2 separate regions of the Mus musculus genome follow, and region 1 is linked to region 2. Evidence: chromatin contacts called from public Hi-C data. All regions are on one chromosome and are shown on one strand. The core of a region is the stretch at or near the end of the contact, and the rest is flanking DNA. Distances in the headings are between cores, read along the strand shown. Region 1 holds the start of Foxc2 (forkhead box C2). Region 2 holds the start of Gan (giant axonal neuropathy).

Evidence for each region. Hi-C and Micro-C count contacts between places; a contact is called where the count stands out from the background.
Region 1: a contact with region 2 is called in a Hi-C map of CD4 T cells, with 4 times the contacts expected there. The contact joins the promoter of Foxc2 here to the promoter of Gan in region 2.

The regions. Positions count from the first base shown.
Region 1 is chr8:121,114,512-121,117,826 of GRCm38.p6, forward strand. It overlaps Foxc2 (forkhead box C2), which reads left to right and starts at 1,660. Exons shown (of 1, transcript NM_013519.2): 1 at 1,660-3,315. The coding sequence starts at 2,104.
Region 2 is chr8:117,156,605-117,159,944 of GRCm38.p6, forward strand. Gan (giant axonal neuropathy) reads left to right here and starts at 1,377. Exons shown (of 11, transcript NM_001081151.2): 1 at 1,377-1,697. The coding sequence starts at 1,531.

The DNA of each region.
Region 1 (3,315 bases), core at 410-2,909, 4.0 Mb after region 2:
GCCCTGTGCAGCCCTGTCCTTTAAATTCTGGTTCTCGAGTCAAAGGTAGCACACATAAAACCTATTTTGCTGCTTCGGTACGTCAAGCAATGCCACTAAAGTTTCCTCACCCGCCAAAGCTGAAACAGTGAGTTCTAATCTCTCAAAGCCTTTTGCCGAAAATCTAAAGGGGGTGGGGGGCTATGGTGGTGGCGTGGGGGGGGGGTCGGAGAAGAAGAAAGACTGAGACAAATGTTTTATCTGTCGCCTTCTTCCCTACCCAACCGGACCAACAACTTCCAGAAGGTTCTGCGAGGCATAGAGCCATTCCGTAGGGACATCTCGGTGCTTCTGAGGAAGCGGACCGAGCAGGGATCCGATGACGACTGGAGATGTTGAAGGAATAAATACCAGTCCACAAATAAACAAACTGTCCCCGGGATTCCTAGAGGGAAGGAGCACGCTTGAAGGTCGGGGAACTCCGAGTCGCTGTGCGTCAAGGTTGGCATAAAATTAAAAAAAAAAAAAGTCCTTCAGTTACCAGGCCCTCTAAGGAGCCCCTGGTCCTCAGCTCACCTTATCAAAACTCAGTAAAACAAACAGCCTGAAATACAGTCAATTTACAGGATCCCAAAGATGCTGACCGCGGAGTGGGACCCACGCCGGGCCCCGGCAACAGCTAGGGAAGCGGGTCCGAGGCTACACAGTGCCGCGCTCCTTTGCGTTTCCAGTGACGAAGCCGGCGATGGAGTGCAGGCTTGGAGCTCCCCACGCCGAACGGGGACACCAGCTCCCGGGGGCTGGCTGCCTTGTCCTAACCTCCAGACAGCGCTTTCATAGGTGGGGAGAAGGGAGAGGCCGGGATGGATGGCAGGGAAAGCTAGCCCTCGTCTATGCGGGAGAGGAGACCAGGAAAGCAACAGTTGGGTTCACGCGCTTCCCTGAACCCCACGAAATTGTTTGGAGGACTCAGATGGATCACCTAAGTAGCAGCGAAGACGAAGGACCAATGGTTCCTTAGGTGTTACCTTCCCAGTTTGGCATTCCCACTAAGCCTTCCCTCCCAGCCCGACCCCGTCGTGAAGGGGAGAGGAACCGAATTCTCCAACCCGGCCTCCTTTGTGGGCTCTTCCTCAACCTGGAAGCGTCCTGTGAATTATCCATCACTGCATTCAACAGGCCCTACACGCTCAGTCCGTTTGCTCTGAACCCATTACAACTAGGCCCCGATAATTAAGAAATCTAATTATTCGCCTCTTCATCCATTAATAATAATAAAAAAAAAATCTCCAGGCTCTTTCCTACTTACAAGGTCTTGGGGGCAAATCTCTGCCCAACTTCATCAATTCGATGTTATATTTCAAACTAAACTTCTTTTTATTTTCCAAAGGAACAGGGTTTTTAATTTTTGCTCTGGACACGTGGTCTCGTTAAACAAAATGTGATAATAAAATAAAATTTTATAAGATGTAACTCATTTTTAAAAGTCCTCAAGTTAACTTGAGCTGGGGGGGGGGGAGATCTGGCTAAGAGCATCTGGGTCTTAGAGCCGACGGATTCAGGCGCTCCTCGTTTTGATTGGTGCCATCCTTCTCGCAGCTGCCAGATGATTGGTGCAAACTTCCTGGAGGGGGCGCGGCCTGAAGAAAGTAAAAACTCGCTTTGAGCCAGAAGACTTTTGAAACTTTTCCCAATCCCTAAAAGGGACTTTGCTTCTTTTTCCGGGCTCGGCCGCGCAGCCTCTCCGGACCCTAGCTCGCTGACGCTGCGGGCTGCAGTTCTCCTGGCGGGGCCCCGAGAGCCGCTGTCTCCTTTTCTAGCACTCGGAAGGGCTGGTGTCGCTCCACGGTCGCGCGTGGCGTCTGTGCCGCCAGCTCAGGGCTGCCACCCGCCAAGCCGAGAGTGCGCGGCCAGCGGGGCCGCCTGCCGTGCACCCTTCAGGATGCCGATCCGCCCGGTCGGCTGAACCCGAGCGCCGGCGTCTTCCGCGCGTGGACCGCGAGGCTGCCCCGAGTCGGGGCTGCCTGCATCGCTCCGTCCCTTCCTGCTCTCCTGCTCCGGGCCTCGCTCGCCGCGGGCCGCAGTCGGTGCGCGCAGGCGGCGACCGGGCGTCTGGGACGCAGCATGCAGGCGCGTTACTCGGTATCGGACCCCAACGCCCTGGGAGTGGTACCCTATTTGAGTGAGCAAAACTACTACCGGGCGGCCGGCAGCTACGGCGGCATGGCCAGCCCCATGGGCGTCTACTCCGGCCACCCGGAGCAGTACGGCGCCGGCATGGGCCGCTCCTACGCGCCCTACCACCACCAGCCCGCGGCGCCCAAGGACCTGGTGAAGCCGCCCTACAGCTATATAGCGCTCATCACCATGGCGATCCAGAACGCGCCAGAGAAGAAGATCACTCTGAACGGCATCTACCAGTTCATCATGGACCGTTTCCCCTTCTACCGCGAGAACAAGCAGGGCTGGCAGAACAGCATCCGCCACAACCTGTCACTCAATGAGTGCTTCGTGAAAGTGCCGCGCGACGACAAGAAGCCGGGCAAGGGCAGCTACTGGACGCTCGACCCGGACTCCTACAACATGTTCGAGAATGGCAGCTTCCTGCGGCGGCGGCGGCGCTTCAAGAAGAAGGATGTGCCCAAGGACAAGGAGGAGCGGGCCCACCTCAAGGAGCCGCCCTCGACCACGGCCAAGGGCGCTCCGACAGGGACCCCGGTAGCTGACGGGCCCAAGGAGGCCGAGAAGAAAGTCGTGGTTAAGAGCGAGGCGGCGTCCCCCGCGCTGCCGGTCATCACCAAGGTGGAGACGCTGAGCCCCGAGGGAGCGCTGCAGGCCAGTCCGCGCAGCGCATCCTCCACGCCCGCAGGTTCCCCAGACGGCTCGCTGCCGGAGCACCACGCCGCGGCGCCTAACGGGCTGCCCGGCTTCAGCGTGGAGACCATCATGACGCTGCGCACGTCGCCTCCGGGCGGCGATCTGAGCCCAGCGGCCGCGCGCGCCGGCCTGGTGGTGCCACCGCTGGCACTGCCATACGCCGCAGCGCCACCCGCCGCTTACACGCAGCCGTGCGCGCAGGGCCTGGAGGCTGCGGGCTCCGCGGGCTACCAGTGCAGTATGCGGGCTATGAGTCTGTACACCGGGGCCGAGCGGCCCGCGCACGTGTGCGTTCCGCCCGCGCTGGACGAGGCTCTGTCGGACCACCCGAGCGGCCCCGGCTCCCCGCTCGGCGCCCTCAACCTCGCAGCGGGTCAGGAGGGCGCGTTGGGGGCCTCGGGTCACCACCACCAGCATCACGGCCACCTCCACCCGCAGGCGCCACCGCCCGCCCCGCAG
Region 2 (3,340 bases), core at 127-2,626:
CTTTCCCAGACCTTAGTTTTGACACAGCTTACTTTTTTTTTTTTTTTGGATGCGGGGGTTGTCTCTTTGGTTTTTCAAGACAGGGTTTCTCTATGTAGCCCCTGGCTGTTCTGGAACTCTCTCGGTGGGCCAGGAACTCACAGAGACCTGCCTGCCTCTGCCTCCCCGGTGCTGGGATTAAAGGCTTGCGTCACCACCTCCTGGTTTAGAGTCTAGATACTTTTATCACTGCAGGTATAGATACTGTGTTTGAAATGGAAACTGGAAATGTATCGATCTTCTACTAGTAACTTCCTTGACTTTACTCCCCTAGTCTCCTATCTTGAGTATAGTTTATACTCTGATTCCTATCAGTGACGCCAAAGCCTTGCTGCTTCCAGGGTGAAAACCAAGACTTTCCTTGGGGCCTTTGGACTACGGGAGGCTGTGCTGACGCACTGAAAACCACATCCTGCCTTACTTTGAATGCTGCCCCAATGTTCTGATCCTTGGTCCTCATAAGACTTAATTCTCTGTAGCCTCGAGCACCTAATGTTTGCACAAAATGGTAGCTACTTCCTCCACTCCCAAGCACCTTCAGCAACTTCCAGGGACACAGACGAGGCTCGCCCTGCAGAGTGAGCACACCCAGGGGTGCTTAGTACCACAGCCTTGATCTGTCTCTGTGGGAAGTCTAGCCCCCACCATCCGAACATCTGGCCTTCATACCCCCTAGTCTTTCAGACTTTATCTTTCCTAAAAGGTAGGGATGGCAATCATGCAATTAACTGGACCCCCTCTCCTTCCCAATTGTACTCTTGTGCGGGGGCGGAAGGGAGGGCATATACCACAGAGTCCTTTTATCCAGCCCACTATCTAATCTTGGCATCGATCTGCTTTAAAGACCCCGATCTTAGAAACCTTCGGAACACCTTACCCCTACCGCGGTATTTAAAACCCTTCCATTGCTCCCGGTCCCCAATTGCAAGAGGAAAACACCTTCCTTGCCACAGCCTTGCAAAACTGCTTGTTTCTCTCGCTTCACTCGCGACGTCTTCAGCGAAGGCTTCTGGCGGACTCCGCGTTCTGCCCGGAACTAATGGACGTGAACGTAGCGAGGCGTAACTCCCGCGAAAGGAATAATAAGTCCTCGGCTTCACTCTGCGTCTCACTCCCTTCCACACTGAGAGCACTCGGTTCGCCGAGACTGGGAATTGGATACCGCGGAACCGCTAAACCCTTCCGCCCGCACCAAGCACAGCCCGTGGGCGCGCCCGGCGCTCGCAGCCCAGCCCTTCTGATTGGCTGCTGCGAGGTAGGGCGGGGCGCGGGGGCGTCGCGGAAAGATGACGCAACGGCACAGCTCCTTAAAGGCGCCGTCCGCACGCGCTGCCGATGGCGCAGGCGCGTTGTTGAACTTCCAGCTCTGACTCCAGAGCTTCACTCAGTCCGGGCGGGCGGGCGAGCGGACGCGAGGAGTGGCCGGCGGGGACGTGCGCGGGACTCGGGCGGGCGGGTCGGGCAGGTGGCGGCGGAGGAGCGGGAGGCGCGATGGCCGAGGGCAGCGCTGTGTCCGACCCTCAGCACGCCGCGCGCCTGCTGCGGGCGCTCAGCTCGTTCCGGGAGGAGGCGCGTTTCTGCGACGCGCATCTGGTCCTCGACGGCGAGGAGATCCCGGTGCAGAAGAACATCCTGGCGGCGGCCAGCCCGTACATCAGGTGAGCGGGCGCCGCCGCCCATCGCCTCCGCATCCCTCCCTCTCTCTCTGGCCTGGCCGCCTGCGGCTCCAGTGGCTCTGCCGCCGCGCCCCTCGGGCGCCCATGGGCCTCTCCACCGAGATCGCCCCGATCCCGGAGTCCCTGGAGGTCCGCAAAAGCCCCAAACACGGTGTACAGGCCGTCCTGGACCCGCACCCGCGAGCAGGGCGGGGCTGCTCCGGGAAGAGCCGCCCCTTCGCCCCGACAGGCCCCGCCCGGCCCGCGGAGCCCCGCAGAAGTTTTACCTCCGAGTCACCGCACAGTGGGCCGGCCAGGTTTTGCGCGGGGAAGCCAAAACAAACACCCGCGGCTTAGGCAGAAGGAGAACCCTGTAAGAGGTCGGTGGGAAGCCCCCACCCCCAAAGCCCAACTGTCACTTTGCCACTCCCTTGTTACAAACAGGCAAAACTGTTGCGAATTTGAGAAGACCCGGGGTCGTTCTTTGGCTACAGTTACCACCGAGGACCCAGCGATTGTAACCACCAAGAGGGCACTGTAAAACTTAAGCGACGCAAACCTTAGCCCAGTTTACTAGGTTAATGAAAAGGTTGAGACCAAGCTTATAGCATCGGATCAGAATTTGTGAGATGGGCTCCTGTCTTTTCTTTAGCAACTTTCCTTCAGGCAAACTGGTTTGCTCTTTTAATATGGGGGGTGGGGGGGGGCACTAAAAGGTAGAGAAAGTGCCCAGTAAGCTGGTTAAATATAGACGAATGATAGCAATGTCACTAGAATTGACAGATCAGAAAATGGAAAATTATGTGTATGCCGTTTCTTAGGGCTCTGTCCCAGCAGAACTCGGACACATATGCTGTTCTTGAATCTTTGCTTTTGGAGACCTTCGAACTCCAGAAGCAATCCAAGTGCCCTTGAAACTTCTGGCTTTTAGCCTAGCCTGGCCTTACAACATTGGGCTCTTTGTGGACTTAGGGGTCAGGTGTCTGTGAACAAGAAATTTAGATCACCAATATGACAGCTCAGGGCTGGCAGTTCAGAGGTTAAGGCAGTCAATCAAACTGAATTTCCAGGCCAGACCTTTCCCGTAACAGAGTAATCCTAGTTTGGGAAATGCTTAGGAAAACTACAATGGATGCAGTATTGTTACAGATCCTTAAATGGCACCCAGCTCTAAAGTCGCATATCCTGAAACACTGTCTCCATCTTTCTCTGTGATACTTACCACTGCAGTAAACCCTGTATTTTGCTCATCTCCGTGAGCCACAATGTAAAGTCAGTAGGCCAAGGATTTTTCTTTTGTTTCTTGCTGGGACCTTCCTAGAGGGACTGGTGCCTGGTGCCAGAATACATGTGTTGAATGAGTGATTACCTCGCTTCCCAGTGGACATCAGAGGTTTGGCTCTGTTGTATTGCCATGTGAACTGGTTGAGAGGAGCACCGCCCTGGGCAGTCTGGAGATCTGCTTCTGTCTCAGCTCTTACCTGCCTGCTGTGGGTTGTTGGGGATGATTTAGTCTTGACTCCCGCTCATTAAAATGACAAATGAGGGGCACAGTGTGGTTTTGTGCCATTTAATCTCCGAGGCACCTACAAAGAAATGTGTAATTAGCTTCAGACCCTCAACAGCTCTCCATGCAAGTCTGTCCA